Linked DNA regions of Pan troglodytes: region 1 is linked to region 2. The links are chromatin contacts, called in public Hi-C maps. All regions are on one chromosome and are shown on one strand. The core of a region is the stretch at or near the end of the contact, and the rest is flanking DNA. Distances in the headings are between cores, read along the strand shown.

Evidence for each region. A called contact is a pair of places that touch in the nucleus more often than the background predicts.
Region 1: a contact with region 2 is called in a Hi-C map of stem cell-derived neural progenitor cells, with 2.6 times the contacts expected there. The contact joins the promoter of IGFL2 here to the promoter of SYMPK in region 2. A contact is called at or near these places in 1 of 7 Hi-C or Micro-C datasets (stem cell-derived neural progenitor cells) and 1 of 1 datasets of contacts at active chromatin or transcription factors (stem cell-derived excitatory neurons).

The regions. Positions count from the first base shown.
Region 1 is chr20:49,042,296-49,049,636 of NHGRI_mPanTro3-v2.0_pri, reverse strand. IGFL2 (IGF like family member 2) reads right to left here and starts at 2,403. Exons shown (of 8, transcript XR_010153902.1): 1 at 1,103-2,403.
Region 2 is chr20:48,824,946-48,832,029 of NHGRI_mPanTro3-v2.0_pri, reverse strand. SYMPK (symplekin scaffold protein) reads left to right here and starts at 5,711. Exons shown (of 27, transcript XM_009435848.5): 1 at 5,711-6,830. The coding sequence starts at 6,616. It overlaps FOXA3 (forkhead box A3), which reads right to left and starts at 5,553. Exons shown (of 2, transcript XM_512763.7): 1 at 5,352-5,553. The coding sequence starts at 5,420.

The sequences.
Region 1 (7,341 bases), core at 1,154-3,653, 220 kb before region 2:
TGCTCCCTCACACCTGAAATAAGCGTTATGTATCTAAGGCTCCCCTGACCTTTGGTGTGGCCTGGTTTAGCCAGTCCAAACCAGATGCAGACAGTTGTGTGGGAAGCCTGGCGACACAGACAGTTGCACTATCACCCACAAAATAACTGGCCAATTGTGGGCTGGGTTTAGAAGGTGGGCTGATGATCCCCAGTGCGTGATGAGCATGGCAGTAAAAGCACAGGGAGATCAGGTTCCCGTCCATCAATAGGAAGCCTGCGCTACAGTGTCCACCTGGACAGGAAGTGATGGACACAGTCCTGAAAGCACAGCAGGCACTGCTCCCACTCACCAATGGGCAGCCTGCCCGGAGAGTCAGCCCTGGACATCAAGGCTGGAATTCCCTTTCTGGCTCAGCAAAATTACCACAGACCAAACCACAGACACCACAGAACTCCTTTTCCTAGTCAACACTGTCTGACTCTTTCCTGACAGAAGTCTGAAACCAAGACCACCAACAGGGACAGGGCCACACATCTCAACACTGACACCACATCCCCTTGACACTCACAATGCTTAAGTCCTGAATCAGAAGATCTCAACCTCTTTTTGGAAAGTTATTTCTTTAACTCATGATTTACACAGATACAAAGACTTGGTCAGAAGGACCAAAATACTTTCTGAAATTAGAAACAAAATTATTATAACATTCAAATAGAATCATTCCCATGAACAAGCCATGACTCACAGAATTTAATTACTAAGTAGCTGTCGTTTTCACACCTCTTTCCTTTTAAATTTATTCTTTTTTTTATTTTAAAAAATAAATAGAGATGGGATCTCCCTAAGTTGACTCGCTATGTTGATGAGAATGGTCCCAAACTCCTGGCCTCAAGGGATTCTCCCATCTCGGCCTCCCAAAGTGCTGGAATTACAGGCAGGAGCCACGGCTCGCAGCTTAAATGTATTCTGCAGTGCTAGTTCTTCCCCTGCCCCAGGATAAAAGTTAGGTCAAATCCCATTAATTTTTTGGTCATTTTATTTAATAAATATCTGCCCGTGACTCATTTAAAATGGCTTTAAGTATGTAAAAGTGAAAACGACAGTCTTGATTTAAACTTACATTTTCACTGTCTCTTCCAGCTCTGACCTGCAGTCAGGTGGTAGCCTGAACTCGAGGAAGGGATGTGGCCCTCTGACGCACGTTTTCCAACTTATCACGGTTAAGAATCTTCCTCCATTTGCTGACTTAGTTTCTGAATCTACTGTGTTTAGGGCTCAAGGAGAGACGCCAGGGAGCAATAGGGTTCTTCCTTGATGGGCAGCATTGTAGTGATCTAAAATTGACACTGTTCTGAGTTTGCAAATACTTGAAACTGACTCTTTCCTTGAGGGAAGGCTTTTTTGGCTTCTATGCAGAAATCTGTCATCTGAGCTTCCTTTGATGAGGGCAATTTCATCTGGAGTCGCTTTGGATATTTACAACCCTCATCCACCATGAAAAGTTTCTGACTCAAATCCAGGCTGCAATCGAGCTGGCAGAAGTGGTGCAGACTATGATGTAGCTAAAGCAGATGAGTACCTGCCATTCAGGTACAGGCGACGTACAGGCGTTTCCAAAGCGCCTGAGGCCTGGAAACTCGGGTGGCTGGCTGGGGGATCATGGCCAGGGGCGAAGAACATCTGAGCCCGTGTGACTTGGGTCTCATTCGGGCTATAGGGGTGCAAACAGGCTCCAATCCGCGAGGAGGATGCACTAAAGTGACCCGCTTAGGCTGCAAAACCAGGTGCACCGTGGTACGCACGACTGGCTGAGCTCCATTTTCTAGGCGGGGAACTCTGAGGCCTGACGCCCACGAGGGGAGCGGCAGCGACTTGACGCACCTCCTGGGCAGCCAAAACAAACCATTGCAGAGGATTCTTGTCCCACGCAACGAGCAGCCATGAACTCTGCAGCATCCCAATTGTCCAGAACGCCCGAAACTGGCAATGAATACTGACACCAAGGCGGTTACTGCGACGGAAACATGGCGGCCAAAGCCGCCTCATCCATCGCCTGCGCGATGTCTACTGACGACGCCTGCGCGATGTCTACTGACGACGCCTGCGCGATGTCTACTGACGACGCCTGCGCGATGTCTACTGACGACGCCTGCGCGATGTCTACTGACGACGCCTGCGCGATGTCTACTGACGACGCCTGCGCGATGTCTACTGACGACGCCTGCGCGATGTCTACTGACGACGCCTGCGCGATGTCTACTGACGACGCCTGCGCGATGTCTACTGACGACGCCTGCGCGATGTCTACTGACGACGCCTGCGCGATGTCTACTGACGACGCCTGCGCGATGTCTACTGACGACGCCTGCGCGATGTCTACTGACGACGCCTGCGCGATGTCTACTGACGACGCCTGCGCACTGCAAGGTGGGCGCCGCTCTCCATTTTCTGAGCAGTCTCCTACTGCCATCTAGTGTTGACTACTGGGATATCGGCTGAAATACCCCCAGAGAGAGTGCGTCACAGGCCTTTTGACAGACTGTGGTGAATTGATACATAGCTATGTTTGCTGCATTTTAAAGTGAGCCTTGACTCCACACTTGAATGCTGTTATAACCCCTACAAAAACTAATGGACAAAAAAGACCAATGGGTTAGGGAGTGAAGGCCTTTAGGTAATACAGGAGCGGGTGGTTAGTAGCCAGCTCCATTGTATCAAAATACCTCATTTTGTTTATCCATTCATCTGTCGATGGACCCTTGGGTTATTTCCATCTTTCGGCTACTACAAATAATGCTGATATGAACATTGATGTCAAATATCTTTTTGCGTCCCTATTTCAATTGTGTGGAGTACATACCTACTATTGGGATTGCTGGGTCGTATATTAATTAATTCTATATTTACCTTTTTGAGAAACTCCCATTGTTTTCCACAGCAGCTGAACCATTTTACATTACCACCAGCAATGCACAACACCTGTTAATTTCTCCGCATCTTTACCCACACCTGTTAATTTCTGTTTTTTTGTTAATAACCATGCTAGTTGGAGTGAAGTACTATCTCCATGTTATTTTGATTTGCATTTCCCTAATGATCAATGATGTTGCGCATCTTTTCATGTAATTATTGGCCATTTATGTATTTTATTTAGAGAAATGTCTATTCAAATCCTTCTCTTGTCTCTTAAATGAGTTATTTGTTCCCGTTGTTGAGTTCAGGAGTTATTTATATATTCTGGATATTAATCTCTTATCAGAAATACGATTTTTAAACATTCTCTCCATTCTGGGGGTTGTCTTTTCCAATTACTTTTTATATGGGTTATATGATTTAATCACAGTGTCAAAGGCACGTTTAGCGTGCACCCACCATAGCACTGTATGACTTTTATAGGCTCTCGAAACATCTATCCTGCGACCCCTGCAGGCAAGAAGATAGAGAGGGTACTCCAGCCGGTATCCCCGTATTCCTCCCTAGATGGCAGTAGGAGACTGCTCAGAGAAGAGAGCGGCGGATTCCGCAGTGGAGCGCTCCCGCAGGCGCTCCCGCGGGCGCCTCCAGCAGAGCTCGCGCAGGGGCGCACGGGGGCGGCAGTGTAAGTAGTCGCCATGTTTCTGTCCCTATCACTTTCTTGGGGGTGTCACTGATCACTGGCTATTGCGACTACCAGACGCTCTGGACACTTGGAACGCTCCTGAGTCTGCGGCTGGGTCCACTTCCTGAATGGTACTAGGATCCCCGCCTCTGGTTTCTTTTGGCTGCCCCCGAGCTACCTCAGTCTTTTTCAATGTCAGGCGGTCCAAGTTCCCTGTGGTGAAAATGGAGCCCAGTGAGTCGTGCCCATGGCAGCGCACCTGGTTTTGCAGCGTGGGCAGGTCACAGGTGCATCTTCCGCGGGGATTTGAGCCAGCGTGCACCCCCATAGCGCGACTGAGATTCCAAGTCACACCCAGGTTTTGGCCTCGCAAATCCGCCTCTGCTCCCAGCTGGCACCTGAGTATGCAGGTCGCAGCCCGCGATTTAGAAACACCAGCACCCGGGTGAATGCCCACGGCTCCTCAGCTTTCGCTGCACCGACGTCTGCACCACGCCCGTCAAGCTCAGCTGCATCCTGACTCTGGGTTGGAAACTTCGTGGTGGATGATGCCTGTAACTACCCAGATGAAATCAAGACGCAACAGCCCGCATCGAGGGATGCTTAGGTGAGAGATCCTCAGCATTTGTGTCTCTAAAGAAGCCAAAGGGGGCCTTTGAGGTAATCCGCTTTACATATTTGAAAAGCCCATGGATAATCACCATAATGTTAGGAATCTCACACCCTCTTTGTGCTTCCAGCACCGAAAGAACAGAAGCTAGGTCAGTGAACAGGGTAGACGCATAGGTAGAAGTGCCGGGCAGCCAGGAAAGATAGAGTGAAACGTATCTTTAAATCAAGAGTTTTGTTTTCACTTTTACATATTTCTGGGCATTTTAAGTTGACAACACCAGGATATTTATTATTTATATTTATTATAAATAATGTATTTATAATAAAACTAAATAATATATTTATATTTACTAAATAAAACTAACCGGGAAAATGTATACAATTTGACCTAAACTTTTAGGATCAAAGAAGAACTAGAACCACGGAATAAATTTAAAAGGAAAGAGGTGTAAAAAAGGACTGCACAGTCCTTGGAGAAATGGCACATTCTAGATCTGGAACAGAAAATATACACGATGAATCTGGAACATCTTGTGCCAGAAAATAAGGAAGTGCTGAAAATAACAATTACAATAATGATATAACCCCACATTGATCACAATATGTCAAAGGGGCACAAGGGCCAACAGAAGAGCTCCCAGTGGCCAAAGCTGGAACAATTTGAGCAAGAAATGAATTCGGTGGTATTGGGTTATGACCCTACTGTGGTCTGAATTTTTGTGTCCCTCCAAGATTCACGTTGAAACTTAATCCTCAATGCAACGGTGTTAAGAGGTAGGTTTATAGGAGATGATTAGGTCACGAAGGCTCCTCCCTCATGAGTGGGATTAGTGCCCATATAAAAGTGCTGGAGGAAGTCTGTTCTTGTTTCCCCTTTCTGCCATGTGAAGATACAGTGAGAAGATGTCATCTTTGAAGCAGAGAGCAGCCCTCACCAAACACTGACTCTGCAGGTGTTTGAAAGTTTGGACTTTCAAACTTCCGGAAACTGTGAGAGATAAATTTTTGTTGTTTATAAATTACCCAGTCTAAGGTATTTTGTTATAGCAGCAGGAATGGACTAAGATAAACCCAAAGTTTAAAATAAATACTCATGAGTTCCTACTGGTATAAATAAATGATTGAATAAATAAGTGGGGAGAAGAGACAAATCTCTAATACAGAAGAATTCCAAGTAATATATATAAATACAGCACCATCAAGGAAGGAAAGCCCAACTCCTCACCTTTTAAAATGCAGGCTGCAAATAATGACCTGGCTCCAAAAAGTTCAATGTGGAAAGGGGAGAAAAAGAGTAACTTTACACTGGAGAAAAATACCACATCAGCCAGGTAATCGGTGTCATAATCATCAATGATAAATCATGTTGACAGTATCTCCTTGATAGGATGTGATAGAAATGGTACTTTACCTCTGTTATCTTGCTCCCCAAAACCAATAATGTCAGTCTAATCATTAGAGGGAAAAATCACACAAATTCCAGTAGGGATATTCTACAACCTTACCAGTGCCCTTCAGACCCTGGTAAGGATCTGAAGCATCTTGTGCCAGAAAATAAGCAAGTTCCTTACCAGTACTGCTCATAACTGTGAAGGTCATCAAAAACAAGGAAAAATCTGAGAAACTGTCACAGTCAAGAGGAGGCTAAAGAGACAGGACAACTAAATGCAATGTGTCCTGAATAGGATTCTGGAACAGAAAGAGAACATCTGGTGAAAATGAAGAAAACCTAGATAAACTATGGACTTTAGTTACTAACGGGGTATCAATATCCTTTCATTAATTATAATAAAATACTAACGTAAGAAGCTAAAAATAGGGGAAGCTGGTTTCAAGGTATTTGGAAGCTTTTTATACTAGCTTCTTAATTTTTCTGTAAATCTAATGCTGTTCTAAAAATAAATTATTCTTTAAACTATTGAAAACTCTATTTAAGTGGTAGGTTTAAGATAGCCACAAATTCTTTCTGTTCTTCCCATTGAAAGGTGGAATTGAATCCCTTCCTCTTCAATCTGGGCTTACCTTGTGACTTCCTTGACCAGTAGAATGTGGTGAAAGTGTCTTGATTTCCATGTCAGGGACATGATTTTCATCAGCTTCGTGGAATACTTGCATGCGGAGCTTGGCTTCTGTAATGGTTAATACTGACTGTCAACTCGATTGGATTGAAGGATGCAAAGTATTGATGCTAGGTGTGCCTGTGAAGGTATTGCCAAAGAAGATTAACATTTGGGTCAGTGGGTTGGGAAAGGCAGACCCGATGTTAATCTGGGTGGGCACCATCTAATCAGCTGCCAGCTTGGCTAGAATAGAAAGCAGACAGAAAAATGTGAAAAGACTAGACTGTCTCAGCCTCCCAGCCTACATCTTTCCCTCATGCTGGATGCTTCCTGCCCTCAAACATCGGACTCCAAGTTCTCAAATATCAGACTCCAAGTTCTTCAGCTTTGGGACTCGGACTGGCTTCCTTGCTCCTCAGCTTGCAAACAGCCTATTGTGGGACCTTGTGATCGTGTGAGTTAATACTATTTAATAAACTCCCATATGTGTATATATACATACACATATATACATATGTAGATATACATACATTAATTATAATAAGTATACATATACATATATGGGAGTTTATTAAGTAGTGTTAACTCACACGATCACAAGGTCCCACAATAATAAGATATATATATGTGTGTGTGTATATATATATATGTATATATATATCTCCTCGTTCTGTCCCTCTAGACAACCCTGACTAATACAGATTTCTTGGGAGGAAGCCCAAGTAGCCCTGTGGAGGCACTAATATGAAGAGGAACTAAGACCCCCCTAGCCAATTCCCTGAACTGAGCTCCCAAATGACACCCAGCACCAGTTTCTCAAGCACATAAATGAGCCATTCTGGAAGCAAATCCTCCAGGCTCAGTCAGGCCACCGTAGCTAACACTGTGCGAAGGAGAAATGAGCCTTCCCCACTGAGACATTCCCAAGTAATGTATTAGAGAAGGAAAGAAATGTTGATTTTTTAAGCTACTAAGAAAGGAAAGAATATGCCTTGTAATTATGTGCCATCAATCAAGTTTTTCAGCAAAATCATTTTATGTGTTACAATAATTTGGCTTCTCATTACAAAAAAATACTTTCAGTCATTC
Region 2 (7,084 bases), core at 4,462-6,961:
ACACAGGAGGTGGAGGTTGCAGTGAGCCGAGATTGCACCACTGCCCTCCAGCCTGGGCGACAGAGCAAGACTCTGTCTCAAAAAAAAATAAATAAATAAAAATAAATTACTGTATTTATACATAAAAGTGTTTGAATATCAGAAATCACTTTTCAACCTAATAATATTATCCATTTACTATATATCTTCAAATCTAAGACTTCTCTGGAAGCTGCAGCATTACTTTATATATTAATACAAATGGGAAAAACACTCAGTTAAAATCACAGGACACTGTTGACTGTAAAATGCATCCCATTTTTGGAAATGTTCAAATGGGGGGAAAAGGTGCATCCTAGGTCAATGGAACACGGTAGATCTTGCAGTGCCTCCTAAGTAACCCTCTGTATATTCTTTCATTCATTCAACCAATATTTATCAGTTAGCTGCTCCATGCCAGGTGCTGTTCCAAGCACTTCACAAGAATGGTCTCCTTTAATCTTGACAACCATACTATGGGAGGAGGTGTTATGATGATGCCCATTTTACAGCTGAGCTAGCTGAGGCCCAGAGAGGTTGCTGGGGTCACACAGCAAGAATGGGGGCAGAACTGGGATTCTGCGACCAGGCAGTCTGGCTCCAGACCTGTTCCGGGTCACGCTATAAACGCAGTGACTAGGCCAAGTGCGGTGGCTCACGCCTGTAATCCCAGCACTTTGGGAGGCTGAGGTGGGGGGGTGGGGGTGCGGATCGCTTGAGGTCGGGAGTTCGAGACCAGCCTGACCAACAGGGAGAAACCCCATCTCCACTAAAAATACAAAATTAGCCGGGCATGGTGGCACATGCCTGCAATCCCAGCTACTAGGGAGGCTGAGGCAGGAGAATTGCTTGAACCCAGGAGGCAGAGGTTGTGGTGGGCCAAGATCGTGCCACTGCACTCCAGCCTGGGCAACAGAGCAAGACTCCATCTCAAAAAATAATAATCATAAAATAAAATAAAAGCAGTGACTAAGACAGACAGAAATGCCTGCCCTCGTGGTGCCAACAGTCTAGCAGGAACACAACAGTGAACATAACACGCCAGGAAAACATAGGCATGCTGGAAGGTTGTTTCTTTCTTTGTATCTACTTATCCCTTCTCAACCACTGTCTCCCATCCTCTCTGCCCCATTCTCCACCTGGACCTTTCCCCACTGCCTCCTCTGAGGCCTGGGGTCTCATGGCACTGCGTGGGTGGGGGAATGCTGCTATATACAGCACTGGCTAGAGCCACCAAATGTGAGTTAACTGGATACTGCCTAGTCTCCTGCCACTGTAAGCTTTTTTTTTTTTTTTTTTAAGAGAGAGTCTCACTGTATCGCCCAGGCTGGAGTGCAGTGGTGCAATCTCAGCTCACTGCAACCTCTGCCTCCCAGGTTCAAGCGATTCTCCTGCCTCAGCCTCCCGAGCAGCTGGGATTACGGGCACGCACCACAACACTCGGCTAATTTTTGTATTTTTAGTAAAGACAGGGTTTCACCATGTTGGTCAGGCTAGTCTCGAACTCCTGACCTCAGGTGATCCTCCTGCCTCGGCCTCCCAAAGTGTTGGGATTATAGCCATGAGCCACCATGTCTGGCCCTACCACTGTAAGCTTCTGCAGGTCACAAGGTCCGGAGAAACGAGTCTGGCCAGGGTGGCTTAGGGAATCAGAGAGTGGAGGCAACCAACTCAACCCTAAGTCTGAGTTCCAGTCGAGAAATCCTCTGCTCTTTCCTTTTCATGTCTCTCCAAGGAACTCTTTCATCATGTCTCTTTGAATCTCTGTTGGCTATTTTTGCCGTTGTGTTACCTGTCTCAGTACTAGTACCCATATTCCCCTCTCCCATCTCCCTCCCCACCCCCGCATTGTTTTCCCTTCTGTCTCCACCCTAACCTCTTTTGCTCTTCCTGCCCACCCTCGACCCCTCCCGAGTCCTCTCCCATCTTTCTTTCCCCTCCATCTCGGCCCCTGTCTCTCTCTCCATCCTTCCATCTCTTTCTCCCTTCCTGGGCACTCTCTCTCACTACCCGACTGTACCCCACTCCCCTCCCACCCCCAACTCCCACCTTTCTTCCTCCTTCAGCCCATCTTCTTGTCTTTTTTTTTTTTTTTTTTTGAGCTAGAGTCTCACTCTGTCACCCAGGCTGGAGTGCAGTGGCTCCATCTCGGCTCACTGCAACCTCCGCCTCCTGGGTTCAAGCAATTCTCCTGTCTCAGCCTCCCAAGTAACTGGGATTATAGGCATGCACCACCATGCCCAGCTAAGTTTTGTATTTTTAGTAGAGATGGGGTTTCACCATGTTGGCCAGCCTGGTCTTGAACTCCTGACCTCAAGTGATCCACCCTCTTCGGCCTCCCAAAGTGCTGGGATTACAGTCATGAGCTACCATGACGAGCCACCATCTTCCTATCAATCTATCTATCCATCCATCCATGCATCTATCTATCTATCTATCTATCTCCCTCCCTTCAACAAATCCATTCCCCCTCACCCCAAGTCTTACAGTGAAATTGCAGCCACAGTTACTCCCTTCCCCCATGCAGGCTCTCCCGCTGGTTGGTGACTTCGGGTCCCCTCCCCAGAAAAAGAAAAGGGATGAGGTGAGAAGGTGATGGATTAGAGGGGTCCACAGAGTTTCCAAATCCCCCTATACCTCCACCCACCATTTCTGCAACCCAGTCAGGCTCTCTGGTATTGCAGAGTAAGACAGACAGGGACCCCAGGGCCCTCCTTTCTGGCTCCCCACCCACCCGGAAGTCCTCCTTGAGGTCCGACCTCAAGCACTCCAGCTGCCCTAATCCACCCTAGGCTTTCCCACGCCCCGGGGCTGGGATGAACCCCTGGTGTCCGGGTCTGAGCCGGATCTCCCCTGACAGGGTGGGGCTGAGATTGGGGGGAAGCCCTTGGGGGACCCGCACCCCCACACCAGGAGACTGGAATTTCTCCTCTTTCATTTCCTTATTGTCTCTGGAGAAGGGTGTGACAGGGAGCAGAGGAAGGCAGGGTGAAGCCAGAAGCCAAGTTTCTAGTCCCAGACCCAACCCAGCACCCCAGCATTCTGCGTGCGGGGCTTCAGAGTTAACCACCTCTAAAACGGGGGAGCAGCTGGACCAGCTGATCTGCAAGAACCTGAGGCCAACAGGGATATCCCAGGATGGTAACTTTCCAAGTTCTTTCCAGACAGCAAGCTGCCCTCAGTGTTAACGTCACCCCAAGCGGGAGGGTGCTATGGGCAAGAAGTGGTTTGGGGACCCTCTCAGCTCTTAGTTGCTGGCTGAGTGTAGGTATTTCTCTCCCCATTGTTCTGACCCAAGGGGAAGAGGTGGGCTTATCTGATGGGAAGGCTGGGGAGAGCCTCACAGTATCACCCAACCATTTCCATTCCTCCAAATACTGACTCTCCCAAAATATGCCCTGAAATGCTGATTACCTCCAGACTGTCCCTCTACTATTATTATTATTATTTTTTGAGATAGGGTCTCATTCTGTCACCCAGGCTGGAGTGCCGTGATACGATCACAGCTCCCGGCAGCTCGAACTCCCAGCCTCAAGTGATCCTCCCACCTCAGCCTCCCAACCAAGTAACTTAGACTACAGGCATGCCTGACTAATTAAAAAAAAAATTTTTTTTTAAAGACAAGGTCTCCCTATGTTGCCCAGGCTGGCCTCAAACTCCTGGGCTCAAGAGATCCTCCCACTTCGACCTCCCAAAGTGCTGGGATTACAAGTGTGAGCCACTGTGCCGGCTTTCCTTCAATTTCTGACACAATTTCCATAAAAATTGTTCCCTAAACTTGGATCTATTCAGACTGTGCCCCAAATATCAACTCCTCCTGCCTAGACCCCCATCATTTACTTAAGATGTGCCCCCAAAACAACTGTAGTTGGTTTGTACAATTGGTCTGTAGGTGGTTCCCTTAAATCAGGTCCCCAGACTGAGTTCTGCAGAGGTCCAGCTGGGATCACCCCCACTACCTGGAACCCTCCATTTCCCACCTGGGTCTCTGCCTTCTGCATCTCACAACTGACACCTCCAGCCACCCTGCCTCCACCTCTCAACACTCCCAGTCCCTTTCCCTGTTGGCCCTGCCCCACTCCACGTGCACCTCACACCTCCCCAAACCCAGGACTGGCCCTTCCCAGGCACCTTGCCCAGCCCTGAAGGCCTGGGGATCCAGGAGTCCCACCCTACAGTTTCGAGCCCCAGACCCAAGACTCAGGCACACTGGGGCCCCCGCAGCCACCAGATCTTGACTCCTTGGAGAACCTAGCCATTCCTGCCCCACACCCCACCTCAAGCCCACAGTCCCCTTCCAGGTTAGAAGTCCAAGTGTCCAGACCCCCATAATTCTCAGACCAAGAACCCAACCCCCAGCCCCCACAACCTCACAACGTTGATTATAGAGTGAGGTAGCTAAGGTGTAGGGGTCGTTGCAGCAAGACGAATGGGGGTCAGACTTGAGGAAGGACTTTCTGTCTGTCCAGGTGAGGGGATTAGAATATGCCGCCACCCCCCACTCCAGGGAAGCCTTGTCTGAGGTGAGACTGGATGGGAATTTTAGCAATAGCTGGAGGTTGCTGGACTGGCAGGGAGCAGGGGAAGGTGCACAATCTAAAACTCTCCATCTTCCGACTTGGGGAGTCCCTGCGGAGGGTCATGGGTAGGGATGGGGGGGTGGAGATCGGCCCCTCTCCTGCCAATGCTGATGGCTACATCTTCTGCTCCCAGATGCCCAACTCTAAGCCACCTGTTATTTCAGACTCCAAAAACGAAGCTTCATCTCTGAGCACCCCCATCTCTTACCCCTGAGCACCAATCCCTATTTCTGACCCTACCTTAGATTACCAGCTGATCCTTACCTCCGAACCCCAGTTCTTTAACACTGTGTGCTGGCCCTGAGCTCCCACCTCAGTCTTCCCTTAATGGTGACTCCTCCTCCATCTTTTAGTCTTTCTTTCCCTCCAACTTTGAACCTCACATCCTGAAACCCCCTAGTCTGTCCCCTACCCTGGAACTCTGATTCCTATCTTTGGTTTGTACATATAAATCCCTTGCTTTCTGGAGCTCCAACACCCGGCTCCCAAGTTTAAGGTGTGACCCGACCCTTGGCTAAATTTTCCTGACTTCCATTAAGCCCTGGCCGCGGCGAGGCTGCCCAAACAGCGCTCCCATCCATGCCTCGTCCCGGGTCCCTGACTTCCACACCTGGTCTCCGTGTTCCCAGTTCCTCGGCTGCCCAAGTAGACGCCTTTGCCTCCATTTGAACCCACAACCAGTCCCTGCTCCATGTGAGCCCACACCCCGATACCTGCCCCCAACTTCCCGCTCCGCCATCCCCGAGGACACACCTCGCCCGCCTCCGGGTAGTAGCTCCACTCGGCCAGGTCATGGGCCTCCATCTTCACTGAGCCCAGCATCCCCCGGGCTTGCGCCCCCACCCGCCCCCGCTCCGGCCCCGGGGGAACGGAGCGCTCTGGATCTCTCAGCGGGCACGGCCCGAGCTCCCACCGGCGCCCGCCCGTCCGACCGCCCGGGGTACGGCTGTCCCGAGCGCCGCGGGAGGCGGCCACGCTTTATAGCCGGGACACCCCCGCCCTCGCCCGCCCCGGGCTCCCCTCCCGCCTCCCCGAGGGCGGCGCGCTCGGACTGGGGCGCCCCCTGCGGGATCGCCAGGAGACAGACCTCAGGCGCCGGGGGCCGCAGCCCCAGGACGCGACAGCTGGGGGTGATTCAGGAGTGAGGGAGCTGCCCGCAGCGACGCTGCAGATACCAAGGGCCCCGAGGTCAGAACTCTGGAGCCTTTCTACCTCAGCGGGCTTCATCATCTCGGCAGGAGAGGACGAAGAGCCAGAGCCCTGCATGACCGCGGCGGAAGAAAGGGGAATCAGAGCGCTAGGGCCACTATGCGACTACAAGGACCCGTAAGAGGTCCCCGAAATCACATCCCCATTGGACAGACAGGAAGACTGAGGCCTCCGACAGCTAGAAATGCTTAACTTGGCCGGGCGCGGTGGCTCACGCCTGTAATTCCAGCACTGCAGGAGGCCGAGGCGGGCGGACGGACGAATCACTTGAGGTCAGGAGTTTGAGACCAGCCTGGCCAACAGGGTGAAACCCCATCTCTATTAAAAATACAACAACTAGCTAGGCGTGATGGTGCGTGCCTGTTATCCCAGCTATTCGGGAGGCTGAGGCAGGAGAATCGTTTGAACCTAGGAAGCGGAGGTTGCAGTGAGCCGAGATCGCGCCACTACAGTCCAGCCTGGGAGAGAGAGCGGGACTCCGTTTCCAAAAAAAAAGAAAGAAAGAAAAGAAAAGAAAAAGAAATGCTTCAGACTGTTGAAAGGGTCAAGAACAAAGATGGAGGGGATAGGGGCCTCTCCGCAGACCCCACTAGGGCAACAGACCACCTCCCCTCCGAGACCCAGGAGCTTCGCTGCCCGAACTCCGCACTCTCCAAGACCAGCCAGCCGTCCAGGGACTCAGCGCCACTGAGAACTCCATTTCCCAGAATGCTCTAGCTCCCTTTCCGCCCGGTGCCTCCGAAGGGACTACATTTCCCAGAAGGCCTAGCGACCCAGAGCCGGAAATGAAGGGGCTGGTCGCCGTAGTATGGAGGCGGGCAGAATGCCGCTCGCACGGGACGAGGCATGGGCGGGGTCGGGCTGTGCTCTGGACTCCATTTCCCGGCGGCCCTGGGTTTGTGGCGCGTGCGCACCGTTCCCGGCGACGAACGGAAGATGGCGGCGGCGGCGGCGGCGGCGGCGGCGGAGTGTAGGAAGAGGCACTGCTGAGGGGGCGCGAGGGGAACGGAGGCCAGAGCCGCGGTGAGCGGGAGGCGGCGTTTGGGCCCGGAGACGAAAGGAGGAGGCGCCTAAAGAAGCAGGGGCGCGGGCGGGGAGGGCATCGCCGTGGGGAGAGGGGAACAGTGGCTTTCGCGACCCATGTTTCTTCCCCTGCTCAGGACCCTTCCTTGGCTCCCTAGTGCCCTCGAGGCAAAGTTCCAACGTGGCCCCCCGGGCGCCACCGCCCCGCAGACCTCGCTTGCTTCGACTCGGCCTCTTTGCTTTTTCCCCCACCT